Linked DNA regions of Mus musculus: region 2 is linked to region 1. Evidence: chromatin contacts called from public HiChIP or PLAC-seq data. All regions are on one chromosome and are shown on one strand. The core of a region is the stretch at or near the end of the contact, and the rest is flanking DNA. Distances in the headings are between cores, read along the strand shown. Region 1 holds the start of Timm44 (translocase of inner mitochondrial membrane 44). Region 2 has its middle 27 kb from the start of Zfp958.

What was found. HiChIP or PLAC-seq counts read pairs in DNA pulled down with a chosen protein or histone mark.
Region 2: a contact with region 1 is called in an H3K4me3 HiChIP or PLAC-seq map of embryonic stem cells, with 4 times the contacts expected there. The contact joins the enhancer-like site here to the promoter of Timm44 in region 1. A contact is called at or near these places in 6 of 39 promoter capture datasets (the 3T3-L1 cell line, 3T3-L1-derived adipocytes, the C10 cell line and 3 more), 8 of 484 Hi-C or Micro-C datasets (cochlea, cortical neurons, embryonic stem cells and 3 more), 11 of 115 datasets of contacts at active chromatin or transcription factors (cardiomyocytes, craniofacial prominence, embryonic basal ganglia and 4 more) and 2 of 9 other capture datasets (adipose tissue and liver).

Annotation. Positions count from the first base shown.
Region 1 is chr8:4,273,565-4,279,365 of GRCm38.p6, reverse strand. It overlaps Timm44 (translocase of inner mitochondrial membrane 44), which reads left to right and starts at 3,461. Exons shown (of 13, transcript NM_011592.2): 1 at 3,461-3,523; 2 at 5,134-5,229. The coding sequence starts at 3,479.
Region 2 is chr8:4,583,210-4,589,010 of GRCm38.p6, reverse strand. No RefSeq gene overlaps it. Among named protein-coding and RNA genes, the nearest start is that of Zfp958, 27 kb to the left of the region's middle. Within about 2 kb of position 2,515, at least 28 of the 459 cell types and tissues checked have an H3K27ac peak or open chromatin away from gene starts, as enhancers often do. A contact at or near this core is called in embryonic stem cells, epiblast stem cells and stem cell-derived epiblast-like cells, where this site is marked.

The DNA.
Region 1 (5,801 bases), core at 2,212-4,711:
TGGCTCACAACCATCCGTAACAAAATCTGATGCCCTCTTCTGGAGTGTCTGAAGACAGCTACATTTACTTACATGTAATAAATAAATAAATAAATAAATAAATAAATCTTTAAAAAAAAGTTTGATCTTTGCTAATTCACATTTAGAAATACTACACAAACTGAATGTGGTAGTGTAAGCCATAAATCCCAGCACTTGCCAGACTGATGTATAAGAATTATAAGTTTGAGATTTTCCTGCCTTTGGGGAGGGGAAACTTCTGTGAGATAGGTTAACAAATGAAACCAAATGACCATGTCCTACAAGACACTAAATTATGAATGTAGTATGTATGTATGTATGTATGTATGTATGTACATGTGTGCGTATGATGTCATTAGAAATGGAACCTAGCTCTTACCCTCTTACTTTCTTCTCTCTCTCTCTCTCTCTCTCTCTCTCTCACTCTCTCTCTCACCTCTTACCCCTTGCTCCCCATTCCCTTGCCCCCTCTCTCCACGAGGCCCTGGCCAGCCCCTACTTCTCTACTCTCTCCTTCTCTCTGCCTCTGCTACTCTCTTAACTCCCCTCCCCATATCCTAAATAAACTATTCTATACAGGAAAAAAAAAAAAAGAATGGAACCCAATGGGGGTAGGAGATGGGAGTTTTTCAGAGGGGAAACCAGGAAAGCAGATAACATTTGAAATGTAAATAAAGAAAATATCTAATAAAAGATTAAGGCCCTATATGGTGGTGCACACCTTTAATCCCAGCACTTGGGAGGCAGTAGCAGGTGAATTTCTAAGTTCGAAGCCAGCCTGGTCTACAAAGTGAGTTCCAGGACAGTCAGGGCTACACAGAGAAACCCTGTCTCAAAAAGACCAAAAAAAAAAAAAAAAAAGAAAAAAGAAAAGAAGAAAAAGATAAAAAGAATGGAACCCAAGTCTTCGAGTTTCTCTGATGGATTCTAGGCCTATACATTCCAGCAAAATCCCTTGTGTCATCCAGGAATGCACTCTTACTGTGCTGTGGCCCCAACATGTTTTTGTTTTTTTGTTTTGTCTTCAAATGTATTCATTTTCGTATCTTTTTTTTTTTACTTCGAGACAGGGTTTCTCTATGTAGCCCTGGCTGTCCTGGAACTCACTCTGTAGACCAGCCTGGGCCTTGGACTCAGAAATCCACCTGCCTCTGCCTCCCGAGTGCTGGGATTAAAGGTGTGCGCCACCACCGTCCAGCTTTTCATATCATCTTTAAGAAGAATAATCTAATACACAAGACTGTTGCTGTCTCAAATGTTTAAGACTTAGCACCTTAGCAACTGACCATATTCTAGAGATATCACAGTGAGAAAGTCTGTGGTCCTATCTCCAGTTTTCTTCAGTGAAAGCTGCCTCTTTTTTTAAAGATTATTTTTTAATTTACTTATTATTAAGTAATTAATAAGTAAGTATTAGTGAGTACACTGTAGCTTTCTTTTAGACACACCAGAGGAGGGCATCAGATCCTATTACAGGTGGTTGTATGCCACCATGTGGTTGCTGGGATTTAAACTTGGGACCTTCGGAAGAGCAGTCAGTGCTCTTAACCGCTGAGCCATCTCACAGACCTGCCTCTTTTTTAAGGGATGAAATTTCATAAGTGCATGCTTTATTTTAGCTTCCATAGGATGGGGGCATTCTTCTATGGGATAGTCTTCCTTGTGTCCACAACCACAATTAGCACAGTCACTTTACAGTACTTTTGCTGTTGGCCATATTTTCTAAATCCAAAACAGCATGGAAGTGCCAAAATAGCAACGACCCATGCTTCTTCAAAGCAAGACGTGCCCATTTACATTGAACTAATGGAGGACTAGACCTCAGTCAGCCAGGGTTAATTTTCCTTTTCTTCTCTGGGCCAGAACTAACAGGTGTCTCCCTATATCACTTATAAGAAGAGGTTTGAGGGGCTGGAGAGATGGCTCAGCGGTTAAGAACGTCGACTTCTCTTCCAGAGCTTCTGAGTTCAATTCCCAGGAACCACATGGTGGCTCACAACCATCTGTAATGAGATCCAGTGCCCCCTTCTGGTGTGTCTGAAGATAGCAACAGTGTGCCCACATTACATGAAGTAAATTAATAAATCTTTATTTCAGGGGGAGGAGGAGGAGAGAAGAGGAAGAAGTGGTTTGAAAATCTTGCTCTGAGAGCAACTGGCAGGTCAAGGCACTGTCAGTCATTGTCAACTGTATCTAGAGTTAATCAGCCTTGTTTAGTTTCCAGTTAAATATATATTTTGTAGTTCACCCACCTACATGCCTATCTCTAACACTAACATTGTCCTGTCTCAGAGTGGAGCTGTGACTCATTTGGTAGGGTGCTTGTTTAGCATGCACAGGTTCTATGTTCCATCCCCTGCAGTGTACATAAACCTTCTGTTGTGGTGCACAACTGTGATCAGTAACATTTGGGAGGTGGAGGCAGGAGGATCAGAAGTTCAAGGTCTTCTTCAACTACATAACAAATTGGAGGCCAGCCTGGAGAGTACACACACACACACACACACACACACACACACACACACACACACACTGAGCCATAGGAGTTTTGTTTCTTTGTTTTGGGGCAATCTGTGCACCAGTTTGAATACTTCAAAGGTTTTGCCCTTTTGTAGTCTTTTTATAAATTTTTTATTTTATGTGTATGAGTCTTTTGCTTGCTGGACTACATGAGACCCTCAAAAAAAAAAAAAAATCCGTCAAACAAAACAACAAAAACCCACCATTGAGATGTGAGCTATCCCAATTCTGTACTGAATGCTCCCCAATAGGCCTTTTTGTAGTCATCTTAATTTGTTTGTTTTTGTTTTTCGAGACAGGGTTTCTCTGTGTAGCCCTGGCTGTACTGGAACTCACTTTGTAGACCAGGCTGGCCTCGAACTCAGAAATCCGCCTGCCTCTGTCTCCCAAGTCCTGGGATTAAAGGCGTGCGCCACCACACCTAGCATCATCTTAATTTTATGTGTATAGGTAGGAGTTTTGCAGCATGTATGTCTATCCTCCATGACTGGTACCCTTGGAAGTCAAAAGAGGGTTTCGGATCCCCTGAATCTGGAGTTATAGGCAGTTGTGAGCTACCATGTGCGTGCCGAGAACGGAATCCGAATTCTCTGCCAGAGCAGCCAGTGGACTTAACTGCAGAGCCATCTCTCCAGTCCTCTGTCCTTTTGTAGTTCCCACCTTACCACGGATGGTCTCACAAAAATGCTTTCCTCCCTGAGCCTCAACAAGAGGCTTACCTGTCCTAAACTCTGCCCCCTCCCAGGCTGGATCGCAGAATCCTTGATGTCTTGAAGCATAAGAGACTTGGCTCCCAGAAGACCAATCGGGTTTCTTTCTCCTCTACCTCCCTCCTCCTCCTCCCCCCGGGTTTTCCCAGGCTGGTGCTGTTCTAGGCCGGCGCAGCCGATGACGCGATCGATGAGCGACGCAGGAAGGTCACACGGGCTCTTCCAACATGGCGGCGGCAGCTCTGCGGGGTGGCTGGTGCCGCTGTCCGCGGGTGAGCAGACGTGCGGGGCTGGTAGGGCAGAAATAAGGGGTCTGGACGCTCGGCTTTTAAGATCTCCTTCTCTTCAGTCCCGGATCGCTCTCGTTTTTTCTTATGGGTTCCACGGTTGGGTTAGGGTTCGGTCATTGGGTCAGCCGAGGCTTGGGAAAGTAGCAGGAAGGCCCTGGGGCGGGAACTGATCCCCCACCCCCTCTTCCCCGAATTCAGCGGCAATGCTCGAAGCTACCCTGGAACTGGTCACCTCTCACCTGTCGGTCTGTTCCCTCGTGCACGAGGGAGTCCCTGGTGTCTGGGGAGATGATACCCCATTGAGAAAACAGCTTGATGAAAGTTTGGTTTTTTCTCTCGCTCTTTAAAGTGACATTCACTGTTCCCGTTTGAATGTCAAGTCCTCAGCGGAGAGTGTTTCCTAAATTCCACTTCTAATGATCAGCGTGAAAGTGCAGGAAGTAGTTCTTGCTCTGGATAAGAACTAGAACTCTTGACTTAGGTCAATGTCCTGTTAATACACACTCAGAATATAAATATAGTTCTTTATATTGCTATTGTTTAACCCAGTCTCATTAGGTTAAGGAACGCGAAACTTAGATTAAGCAATCTGCTCACAGACGCGGAGCTAGTAGGTTGCTGATCTGGTCCAAAGCCCAGCTCAGTATGATTCTATCGCCAATTATTAGGAGGAAGGGAAATGTAAAACAAGTTATCCCAAGAGCAAACTTCAGTAACTATAGCCATACTGGTATGCATTTGGACCTTGAGAGCTTGTTTGGAGGTTCTACCTGGGAAGAGCAGGTATATGCTTGACCAAAGAAAGATCATCCTCTTTGACTAAATGTGCAACTTTGAGAAGAACACACGTGGAGCTGGAAGGAAGGAAGGAAGGAAGGAAGGGGGAAAATGACACCAAGTAGCTAGATCATTCAAGTCAACCCTGGCAGTCAGTGCAGTGATAAATGATACAGCCTGATCCTCTTCACTTCTCAACCTATGTGAGTTTGGGATGTTAACCAGTGATTACATAGCTAGGAAAAAGTGGAGAAGAAAAGTTTGTAAAATGAAAAGTGCTTCTGTTAGGTCATTGTGTTTCAGTGGACCTGTGCTGGACTCAACTGCACACAACTACGAGTTCATCATTTGGTAGGATCAAAAAGGGTCTTTCTCATGAGGTTACTGGATTCTCTGCCCAGAGGGGCTCTGTATTTAGAACCTTTGACCAGGGCATGACAGGTCTATTCCATAGTTTTCCCTGCACCAAGAAGTTGTTGGTTTGTCTTTGAAAGTTCTCCTCTGTAGTTGTTGGAGATAGGCAGAAGTGGAGTGGGCTTCAGTAAAGATTGGGTTACACTGTCACAAATATACTGCTCTTGTGGTTTCCTGGTACCTACCCACGTTCTCCCCAGTTTCAGGTGTGGGACTAGGTCCTGGAGGTGCTGATGCAACATATTCTCTTTCTACCTAATTACAGTGGCTTCTCGGATTTTTACAAAGATTGCATATTAGCTTACAACAGGCATGAAGTTAAGGTCAGCAAATGACTCATGGTGACCCTCAGAGTTACCCTCTTTTCTGAATGGCTCTTTCTCTTTTTCTTAACCAATTAGAGGTGCCTAGGCAGCGGAATCCAATTTCTCTCCAGCCACAACCTACCCCATGGTTCAAGCTACCAGATAAGCCGGCCAGGAAGAGAGCTGACACTGGTGAGTGACCCAGGATACCAATAAGCAGACCCAACAGAGGTCTGGGAAAAAAGGGTGGGGGCGGGGCATGCCAGCACCGTCACTTCAGGGAGTGTGGTGTGCTGCGGGTATTCACAATTACAGAGAGCAGCAGGCCTTGTTTCTGGATGTCCTGGGATATGCTTGCTCTACCTCCTGTTTTGTCAGCAACAAGGCACTTTTACACATACAGTTTGCTGTGATGGCTAGAAAAGGCCTCCTGTATCCTGCATCAGATTACATTCTCCCTCTCTGGCCTCTGTCTGTGAGTGTCTCACTAAGCATGGGTATTTAAATATGGGTATAGAGTCACTTCATCATACCTTGGGTCTCATTGTGTTTTGGTCACTATTCTTCGACCACACTTCCGTAAGTGTGTCAGTGACTGAGTCCTCAAGTCTGCATGCTGGCCAGAGCCTCTCCTCAGCTTCTTCCTGATCCTGTTCTTCGAACAGCCATTTTAGGAGTGGGGCAGTTCCCCGTGGTTCCTTCCCCTCTGCTGCTTTCCGTTGTAGATTGATAAAACATAGGGAGGCAGTTGGCCTTCAGGCATT
Region 2 (5,801 bases), core at 1,266-3,765, 310 kb before region 1:
TCCACTTGAGAGTTCTGCAGTAATCCAGACCTGCTCCCTGGGAAAGGGTCTGTGCAGTGAGTGACTGGGGTCCAGCCTTACAAGGGATGTTAGGCCTTCAACACAGTGGGCCAAGCAGTTCTTGGCCACATAGGGACTGCTCCTCTCATCCTCCTCTCTACCTGACACAATCGACTTTGAAATTGGGTTGAGTAATCTTTCCCAGCTGCCACCTAAGTACTAGTTCTTCTTTTGGGTCCAGGATCCAAAAGGCCCATTCCAGAACAGAGTCTCTGTTGGGTGGGGGTGGATCTTAAGAGACATCCTTTGCCAGACTACCACAATTCCCACTGGGCGACCCCAGGCACAGGCGGGGAAAATGAACACAGAGAGACCTAAAATCGATCTCCAGATGCCCCAGGGGTGCCTGCTGCAAAAATTTATCCAAACTGAAAATTTCTCAGACCTGGTGCCCCAAACGCTGGATTTTTCCTTTGTTCTGCGGCCTGGCCACAGTAACTAGTCCAAATGACCACTAGAGGGCACTGTAGAATTTAGCATCCTGTGTGATCCTGAAATTTTCTGCCTCTTTTCTGGCAAGTGGCCTGAACTCTTTAAGTCTGGGTTTGGGGGAACTTCACTCTCATCCCTCCCTCTGTGGCTACAGTTCAGGTCTTACTAGCAAGGATGATCACAATGGCAGACCCTTGCCTCCAAGGCCTCAGACCACAAACCTGAGCGAGTCCCCTGCCTTGACAGAGCCTTGCTTACCTCTCCCCGTGTTCCTGTTGCAGCTGCAGAGGTATGGATGGATCACTTATCTGTGAATTGGCTTCCAAGCTCTAGAGTCCGACTCTTTAGCCCACTGTGTCTTCCACACGTCTCTGGTTCTCACTGCCTGTCTAATTGGACTGCACTATTCGCTTTCTGAGTCCAGCCCAAACCAAGGTAAGCATTCTCTCTTCCTTCATGGACTCAGATTTTATTACAACAGCTTGGCCTCATTTAAAAGCTACAAATTAGTACACCTGATTTCCAAATTCTCACTACCACAGACAAATGACTTCCAAATATCTTATACCTAAACTTGCTCTGTTCTGTGCTCTCCAAGTCTCTTTTCTCTATGCTGTACTTCCCCACTCTTACAAATCTTGTGTACCTGATTTCTTTGCACTCTGCCCTCAAAATAGAACACAAAAAGAAAGAGAGATTATTGAGATTAGATAAACTCTTTACCTAAAGATTAATAAGTTGCTCATTGGGTATAGTTTAAAATCTATACAATGTGCAACAAGATTTGACTTTAAACATATGTAGTGGCTATTCCTGGTTGTCAACTTGTCTATACCTGGAATGAACTACAATCCAGATCTTGAGGCCGGAAGACATAAGTTTCTGATCTGGATCTTGGCATGAACATCTTGAGGCATGACAGCCATGAAAAGCTTAGGGCCAAGCAAGGTACTACATATGTTTAATCCCAGGAAACTGAGGCAAGGAGATCTTTGAGTTCAAGATCACCCTGGGACAAAGCAAGTCCCAGATTCAGGCATGGTGATACACACTAATTTGGGCCACATCTTCTGCTAGAGACCATATGGACATTGAATAAAGGAAGTTTTTGTTTTTGTTTTTGTTTTTCGCCTTCTTGCACTTACTTGCCAGCACATCTGTTGAAACCTATTTCTACAGAAGACCAGCTGAAACAGCCAGTCTCGTGGGACTGAGCAACTACTAGATTCTTGGACTTCCCATTCACAGTTGCCCATTATTGGGTTAGACTACAGACTGTAAGTCATTACAGTGCATTTTCTCAATACAGAGAGACATTCCATAAATTCTATGACTCTAGATAACCCTGACTATTACAGAAGTTGGCACCTGGAGAAGGGTATTGCTGTAATAGGTTCGACCATGCTTTTGTTTGGAAGAATGCACGTTTTGGAATTTTGGATTTGGAAAGCAGTAGAATGCTTTAAATGGGGCATAATGGGCTATCCTAGTAGGAATGTGGAAGACTTTGTTACTGAGTATGATTTAAATTGAGTGGACCTGGCTCAAGAAGTTTCAGTGGATAATTCCAATGTGTGGCCTAAAGACTGTGTTTGTGGTATTTTAGTGAAGAATGTGGCTACTTTTTGCCCTTGTCAGAAGAGTCTGCCTGAGGCTAAGGTGAAGAGACTCAGATTAATTGCATTGACAAAGGAAGTCTCAGAAACACCCATCAAAGACTTTGTTCTCTGTAGCTGCCTGCAGCTATATGGTTCCTGAATGGGAGGCTGGAGCTAAAAGGAAGGAAATAAGGAGACAAGACAAGATACTGATCAAGGCCCCAGAGTTTACTTAAGAGTCTGAGTTTATAAAGGGGGAAGGCCCACCCCCCACCAAGCCAGGCTCTTGTTGCTTTGTCCCCAGCCTGTCAGCACTTGTTCCGGAATGTCTTAGGAAGACAGGTTCAGCCTCTCAGCGGGTAGCAGAGTCTTGGAGAGGTGCACAGGTGCCAGAACAATAGACCTATCTAGGTCGGGAGACTCCACCCTAGGTGGTCTAGTCCACAGTGGCAGAACAGGTCTGAGCCAGCCTGCTCAAGGCTCAGGGAAGCTACAGTTCTCTGGTTCAGTTTCATGAAGAGCATTTTAAACACGCAAAGCCAAGTTGAGAAAGAAAAAATAAAATATATGGTTCAAGAATTAAAGGGATACCATGTAGTGAAGTGGAGCTTAATCCTGTGATCAAGGAGATAATGAATTAAGGGAGTGGGACTTTTGGGCAAGATTCTACCCAGCTACCTTTAGATCCAGGCATGGTGGTACACACTCTCAACCCCAGGAGATAAAGATAAACAGATCTCTGAGTTCAAGGCCAGCCTAGCACACAGCAAATTCTCGGTTTAGAAAAGCTTAAATCCAAGCATGATAGACCACACACTATTCCCAGTGTTTAGGAAACAGGCATGCAAATCTCTCGAATTCAAAGTCAGGCTACAGAGCAAGTTCCAGGACAAGCAAGCTTAGACAGTAAAGGAGTTGGAAAAAATGAAAGCTAGTGATAATGTAATAGAACAAGGAGGCCATGTTCCAGCCCCAGCAAGTAGCAGAATTTGGCAAGTTTGTCCATGTGGCTCTGGTTTTAGAGTTCAGAATAGAAAAGACTACTGGGACAATCGATGCTGGTTAGCTGGAGCTAAGAAATTAGTGGTGATTAAGAAGAGACCAGCATCACTGAGGCGAAATCTTCTGGGAAGTATATTCTGAGAGCACAAAGAAGCTGTGTTCCACAGATAGCCAAGGTTGTACCTCGTGCTGCAGCTGTACTTGATAATGTGTAAGTCACCCAGGTGGTACTGGTTTTGAAGGCATAAAGGTGTCATGGAGAGTAGCTGAGGCTTGGCACTGTGAGAGGCCATGGAAGGCCATTGGTGAAAGTGCAGCCCTAATTGCAGTTGATGCTCCAGGACTGAAGAGGTCATACAAAGGAGTTGAGGCTTGGCACCATGAAGAGAGCCTTTGAAAGGCTATTGGTGAAGCTTAGTTGCAGTGGAAGAGCACAGTGTATTGGAGATGCCAGGGCCATGGGATGATCACCAAGAACAGCAGCAGCAGTGGAGTGGATCAACATGAGCTTAGAGTGCTACAGATGGCAGAGCTGAAGAAGTGACAAAAGCCCTTTGGGGGAGCCCAGAAAATCATTTATGGATCCCAAACACTGAAACAAGAAGCTGTAACATTGAAGTTGCCTTGGATACCCCAAGATGTTTGATATGCCAGAGCCATGGGCTATCTGCTGAGGAAAGCAGAAAGCTACTAACAGGGAGTGGGACCAGTCCAGTAGAAATTAAAAAAAATAAAAATAAAATAAATAAAAAAATAAAAACTTTGTTGCAATAAACAAAGATGAAAAAGGAGTTGGAGATCTGAAGATCACTTTGACAACATGGAGATGCAGAGTGTGGAGTTTGCTCAGCTGATTTCCTGTCTTTGTTTGGGGATTACAGTTAAGTGATTAGATGAATCTCAGAAGAGACCTTGAACTTTGGACTTTTAACATTGTTGAGACTGCTATAGACAGACTATGGGGACTTTGGAAGTTGGACTAAATGTACTTTTTTATTACACTAGATATGGCCTCCATAGTTTCATGTGTCTGAACAAGCCTATGAGGACCGGGAATGGAATGGAATGGTTTATAGATGCTTGGCTCAGGGAGTGTAACACTAGAATGTGTGCCTTGTTAGAGTAGGTGTGTCACTGTGGGTGTGGGCTTTACAATCTTCATCCTTGCTGCCTGGAAGCTAGTGTTTTGCTAGCAGCCTTCATATGAAGACACAGAACTCTCAGCTCCTCCTGCACCATGCCTGCCTGGATGTTGCCATGCTCCCGCCTTGATGATAATGAACTGAACAACCTGAAAGCCAGCTCCAAGAGAATACTGTCCTTATAAGTGTTGCCTTGGTCATGGTGTCTGTTAACAGCAGTAAAACTCTAAGACTTTTTTTTTTAATTTCCTTAATATCCTTCTCTTTGATTTTGCTAAAATTTGATGTATTACTGATATTAGATGTGGTAGCTGTTAAAGCCTGAAACAAATAGCTATCTAAGGTGTTTATTAACATATCACAGTTGCCAGGTTCTCCCCAGCATCTCTCATTCCCTGCTGGTTAGAGGTATGTCCATACCCCTACCGTAACCTTCTCCAGCATAGGGGCTGAGTTCCCCTGCACCCAGCTGCTTTTCCCTATATTGTCCAGATATTTTGGCCTCACTGGTCCTTTTTACCTTTTTTTTTTTCTTCTTTCACTCTTGGCTGCTTCTTCAGTTTCTCCTCTCTCTTCCTCTCCCTATCCCCCTCTCTCTCTTTCTCCTTTTCCCTCTCCCTCTCCCTCTCTCCTCTCATGGCCTAGCTCAAGCTCAGTTTGGCCATGTTCACTCTGGATTCTCCTAGATGTCTCTGTCTCTGCCTCTGGCTATGCTTTCCCTCATATCTAAATACAACTTCTCCTCTACGATATCTAAGAGCAGTCATGCCCTTTTCTTCTTCTTCTTCTTCTTCTTCTTCTTCTTCTTCTTCTTCTTCTTCTTCTTCTTCTTCTTCTTCTTCTTCTTCTCCTTCTGCTCCTCCTCCTCCTCCTCCTCCTCCTCCTCCTCCTCCTCCTTCTTCTTCTTCTTCTTCTTCTTCTTCTTCTTCTTCTTCTTCTTCTTCTTCTTCTTCTTCTTCTTCTTCTTCTTCTTCTCATTCAGTAGCTTTTGCACATTCCTCTACCAATATCCTTAAAGCTGTTATTACTGTTCATGAGTATTCCTCACAATCATGTAATGATGGAAAATGTAATTGCAGGGTTCTAAGCAAGAAAATCAGCATCTTGAGGAGATTTGTAGCAGGTGTTAGTAAACACAGAGGGTCACTGCACAAACACTGTAATGTAAATGGCTAACACTGAAAATTAAAACACACTGCAAACCATCAACAAGAACAAAATATTACTTATAGGAAATGTTTGCACCACATCATTATTGACATACTCCATTTAAAATTTTGTAATGCATTTAAATATTTCATCTTAGTACATATGGAATTGTCTTTTCTAATAATTCTACTTTAAATATTTCTCGCAAGGAATTTTATCTTGTCTCTTTATGCTTCTTAGATTTTCTACAAAAAGCCAATCAACCTCTAGAAGAAAGCAACATGAAATATGTGTCCTTTCCCACTGATTAATGATGGCCCATTTCCATTATCAATTCTGAAAGAACCTAGTGGGGAAACCCCCACTCTGTTCCTGATTCTGCGTGCACCCAAAAATCACGAAGAGGACCGTCTTGATG